Regions from separate parts of the Danio rerio genome. Here region 1 is linked to region 2. A link is a contact called in public Micro-C data. All regions are on one chromosome and are shown on one strand. Each heading gives the region's core, a stretch centred on a gene start, on an enhancer-like site or on the middle of the called end of the contact. The rest is flanking DNA. Distances are from core to core; before and after follow the strand shown.

Region 1 (2,997 bases), core at 108-2,607, 270 kb before region 2:
TAAAAGCTCAGATTTGATGATCATAATTTGTTTTGTTTACAGAGTTTGAGGATTATTGTATCATTATTATTGACACTTTACAGATGTTGATCTACCTTTATCATTGCACACACTTTGTAACATTTTATTTATCAGGTTTAAGAGTCTCTTAAACACTTATGGTTAATTTATAATAAAGAGATGAGATATTTAGTTTAAATATTTTTGTTTTTGACTAATAAAACTATTTGCCTTAGTAAAATTAAAGTGGTTAAATAAATAAAAATCATAATATTCCTAAATTCAAAAATTCAATAATTATCTATATGGAATGATATGAAACACAATATTATAAAAAATTTTTTGCAATATCACCCAGCCCTAGGGAAACGGTCAATTAATGTTTTTTTTTTTTTGTTTTGTTTTTTTTGCAATATTTGAGTTTACAATATAATTAACAATGCTGAACTTTACATGCACAGTATGTGTTCTGTTATTTTACAAGCTTATTGTGCTAGTGCACATTATTATTCTTTAGGTAAAACAATGAATCTGTCCAAGATAATCCACTGTAAAAAAAAAAAAAAAAAAAAAAAATTGTAATCTTTAAACTAATCTGACCATTTGTTTCCATTTTTGGAGTGGTGCTCCTATGTTTACTACGTCTTTGGCCACAATTTTCTTAACCACACCGCTCTTACCGCTAGTTTGCTATAAGGAAATGATGGCCAAAAAAGTCCCGCTCCCTACACAATATTACATTTTAGTTGTTCGAACGTCAACATCCTAAAAAAAGTCTCAGCAACTTCTACTTTACATAGATTTTAAACCAAGAACATCTCTTTCAGCCATTAGAAGCAAACTAACAAGCAAATCCAACTCAAACAAATCATTTAAGATCAAGTAAAGCAAAAAGATATATAAACATTTTCCAACAGATTCTGCCTGTAATCTAAATCACAAACAATATTCCACTTCTACACATCATGACATATTAACAACCTGTACTCGACGAGAGCTGGTATACGTTGAGCTTAAAGTGGATATCGTTTTCACTCGACCAAGTGCTCCTGCCCTTTGACTCGGTGCATCTGCACAACCCTGCGAAAAACCCAGCCGGTAACCCAAGGCCTCCTGGTCCGAACGCAGCTGTGCATTCTGGGACAGATCCACCCTCCTGACAAAGAGCTCAGTGTGCTTCAAGGCCTCCTCGCACACCACAGCACGTCCTAATCCAGACTCTTCATCATCTTTTGTCCACTAAGATGTAATAGATCTGCACTTCTGAAAGCAATAGTCAAGCAGGCTGGCCAATAAGGCGAGCACAAGTGGAGGGGGGGCTTTGTAACAGAACTCAATGAGGAGAAGCTTATTCTCCTTCCCCCATTTTTTTTTTTGTTATTTATTGAGCGGCGAGGTTGTTTATCCTCCCCTCAGGACTGCCTTCCCCCCACCCGAACTCTCCAGCGACTGGTGGCGCACAAGACATGACAAGAAATTTAAACAAACGAGCAATCTGTACACCCTCTTCAGAGCTGCTGCACGTTTAATGCTCTGAGGAGGAGACTGTGCACTTTGAAGAGCATTATAGTCGAACGGACACCTCCTTTTCCTCAGCTCACAGCGAGGAAGCCGCATTGTCTTCCGAGGGCGGCAGAGGTCGCCATTTGAATGAGCGGCTTTGGTGTGTGTGTGTTGACAAAGAGCTCATCTGACAAAGAGCCAATGTCTACTGCCGCAGAACCCTGCTGAGTAAATCCTGCACAGCATAAGGGATATTCGGGTAGTGAACGTTCCCCCTTACGTTGCAAAAAAAAAAAAAAACCTCCATTTTGAGGGCTAGGCTTTGTTTAAACGGACATTCTGATGTCTGGGTCTGACCGTACGATTATCAGGAGGGGATGAAAAGCTGTTGTGATTGTGAGCGCTCGGAGCCGTGTGTCAGCAATGAAGGATTTTTGGCAGGATCGCAACACAGGTGTTAACGCAACAGCGGCCAAAATCTCAGCACTCCACCTTTTCCCTGCTAAGCGCACGGTGTCCAAACAGGACCTCTCCACCTCAGGGCAGATCTGTGTGTTGTGATCAGTCACTCTAGAGGCATGACGTCTTGTTGCTTAACCAGGACCTGACAACTGGACATCCAATTGTCTAGAATTGCAATATCCCTGTGCCAAAGAGATTGTGTGCTGGAAAATGAGGGTTACCTGCTGTTTTCATGATATCTACCATGTCAAGTTATAGGAACTAAGCTGCAAAAGTATGTAAATGTGAAGTAATATCGTGTTAAGTATTAAAATATTTACCTAATATGTTAAACTTTACACGAATAAGGAAATCCAGGAAATATTACAGTGTTTTAAATGAATCATTTCCAAGTTATTTCTTGCAAATTTATACTTAAATGTAATAAAAAAAACATAATTGATGTTTTTATACAATTTGTGTTTATATTGTACACAGAGATGATGATAATAATAATAATAATAATAATAATAATAATATGATTAATAATAACAATAATATGATTAATACCAAGATTAATAAAAATAATAATACAAAATAATAATAAGGATAATATGATTAAAACACTAAGATTAATAATAACAACAACAACAATAAAAATATCAATAATTATTATTATTATTTGTATTTTTTATAATAATTTGTTTATATAATATATGATTAACAGTAAAAAGATTATTAATAACAATAATAATAATATGGTTAATACAAGGAAAATTAATAATAATAATAATAATAATAATAATAATAATAATAAAATAAATAATATTAATAATAATAATAATAATAATCATCATCATCATCATCATATGATTAATACAAAGATTTAATAATAATAATAATAATAATAATAATAATAATAATAATAACGATGATAAATACTAAGATACGATTAATACTCAGAAAATTAATAATAATCACAATAATGATAATTAGTTTTTATAATAATTTGTTTATATAATGTATGATTAATACTTAGTTTAATAATAATAA
Region 2 (2,700 bases), core at 32-2,531:
CCCCGTGGACACCCTGTAATGTAAAATTAACAATCAAAAGTTATGACTTTTACATTGTTGCAAAAATATTTCATTCAAAGCTATGGTGTTGTTTTTTGTAGTTCACTTAATTTTAAGAAGACAGACTAAAGGCATTAAAATAAAATTTCTATCATCATTTACTTACCCTCCACTTATTCCATTTTTTGAGTTGGTTTTATCTGCTGAACACTAAAGAACATATTAAATGCTATTCAAAACCATAAACCACTAAGTTTAGTGGTATTTTTCAAAATTCTGGAAGTGTACTTACTTCATTCTTTAAAATATCTCCATTTTAGGTCAACAAAGTGAAACCACGTCACTCTCCAGGCTTCTGTTTTGGATTAACTATGCTTTAAAGTTTACCATGAGGCCTAACTACCTTTCACTGTGCACCTCAAGATGACTGATCATATATTAAGAAAATACCCAACAGATATCCTACCTGTAGTTATGTATCTGAAAAAGCAAGCGAAAGATCACAAGCCGACGAACAGTAAATGTTTCTGTAACTGAAAATACAGTACAAGAAAGTCAAGGAGACCTCATGTTTTGTTCTTCATACCGCACAGAGACAGACATCAAGGACGCCTCAACTCAATCGACCTACTTAAGAGTTGGTCAAAGTAAAGTATGTCATAAGCTCAGTTTTACTTCAGAGAGAGAGAAAGAGAGGGAGAGCGAGAAAGGGAAAAAACAAGCTTGTTAAATTCAGGCAATAAAAAAAATCAGACATCACACTTGTACTATAATGGTGTTGTTCAATGAAGTTCTCCTGAGGTTGAGCAATACCTGTACCTCTTTATACCTTAAAGAGAGCAATCTGCATGCATCCTTTGTCAGCAAAGACCCATGTTTCTATGCAAATCTCTTTAAAAGGTCGTGGTCAATGTGATGACGGTGCTAAAAAGAAACATTTTGCTGACCACTTGCTTTTAAGCAGGTTAAACAGCAGCCAGTGAAGGAGAATTTCTGCACTTTCCAACGAAACCACGACAAACTCAACGCTCGAGCGCGTGAAGATCAACAACGCGCGCAAGGAAAAACACGCCGCACACACAAAGAAACATGGAAGAACATGAGATGGAGAAATAATTCAACGCGATATTAATTATATATCGTTCACAGACGTGACATTCATTTAGAAAAAGCAAACTGGCAGACGCCAGGTTCGCGGACGAGGAGAAGCGGGAGTGTTTTGACATATTAAATGACTGCAGACAGTGGTGCGCGGCCGCTCTGCATTCAGCCCACGTTTCCGGAAGATTCTAAGCGCGCTCCTGTGGCTCTGCCTGACCCACCGCCAGCCCTCCTCAGATCACATTCAAAGTGATTGTGCTGCTCAATATTTCATTGACATCAGCCTCAAAGATTGTTGCTACAGTGACACCAGAGATAATTATTTTTACCACAGTCTTTTTTTGAGATGTTTTACCCCCTCCTCTGCCTGGCTCCAGCCATTCCTGTGGAGAATTGTTCTGCATAAATCAGCTGGTGGAATATTGAATCAGCCTCACCACAGGGAATGTGTTTTTGTGTGTGGTATGTGTGACTGATTATTGCAAAGAGTCAAGGCGCTAAAACAAGGCAAACGGCGCCGCTTAGTGGCAGATCTGAGGCATTTATAGAGACAGAGATTGTTGATGCAATAAAGAACGTACAAAGATACAATTTTAGCAGAGACAAAAAGGTTTAAATAAATAAAATGCCAGCAAATTAAACAAGTTTAAATGATTTAAACCAAGAAAGAATTTAGATACAATATAAATATTAGAGTCTTAAGTCTTTTTTATTAATCTGGGGTTGCCACAACGAAATTAACCGCCAATTTATCCAGCATATGTTTTATGCAGCGGATGCCTTTACAGCTGCAACCCAGCACTGGGAAACATCCATAACCACTCATTCACACAAATACACTACACACAATTTAGCTTACCCAATTCACCTATAGCACATGTCTTTTGAACCGGAGCACTGAACGGAAAAAAGTAAGGGTGTTCCTGTGAAAATTTACATTTATGCATGTAAAATGTATCCAGAAAAAGCAATAAATTAATATTAAATTCACAATGAGAAGGGTTTAAGTTCAGAGAGTAACCAAACGATACAATTTTTGGGGATATACAAAAGTTTGGAAATAAAAATTATTTAATTAAATTGGAAAAATCAACCCAAAACACTTTACATTATGTACACTTCCAAAAACTTTATTTAGTGTTTCGTCATATTGAGTACAAAATGAGTATTCAGGGAAAATATCGTTATTAAATTTAGCTAGTTTGGTATCTATTGGGTAGCAATTAGGAATTATTTTGATTGAGACTTCGACAGCTTTAGAAGATAAAGACAATGTTTTTCCAAAGAAGCCAAAACTGTTCCCAATGTCATTAAATATATGATTCCACACCCCTATGCAAGCAGGTAAAGAGATCTGAGAACTTTTAATAACGAAGCAAATATCTTTGTTTGACATACAACTAAGAAGAGTTTTGGTGTTGTCAAAAATCAAACATTCTAAAGAACCTTTATGGCCAGATTTGACTAAAGGTATAACACTCAACCAGGGATTGCACCAAAAACAATGACATATTCCTTAGGGGAACTGGAAAAGTAAACTGATGCATAAATTCTTCACTTGAGACAGCACAGTCATCTCAGAGCTGACTAACTAAAAGC

The links. Hi-C and Micro-C count contacts between places; a contact is called where the count stands out from the background.
Region 1: a Micro-C map of caudal fin shows a contact between it and region 2, with 9 times the contacts expected there. The contact joins the promoter of zmiz1a here to the enhancer-like site in region 2. A contact is called at or near these places in 3 of 18 Hi-C or Micro-C datasets (caudal fin, hematopoietic stem cells and an unstated tissue) and 1 of 4 datasets of contacts at active chromatin or transcription factors (caudal fin).

Annotation. Positions count from the first base shown.
Region 1 is chr13:33,899,102-33,902,098 of GRCz12tu, reverse strand. zmiz1a (zinc finger, MIZ-type containing 1a) reads right to left here and starts at 1,357. Exons shown (of 22, transcript NM_001113339.1): 1 at 982-1,357.
Region 2 is chr13:33,632,617-33,635,316 of GRCz12tu, reverse strand. No RefSeq gene overlaps it. Among named protein-coding and RNA genes, the nearest start is that of rps24, 12 kb to the right of the region's middle. Within about 2 kb of position 1,281, at least 39 of the 62 cell types and tissues checked have an H3K27ac peak or open chromatin away from gene starts, as enhancers often do. A contact at or near this core is called in caudal fin, where this site is marked.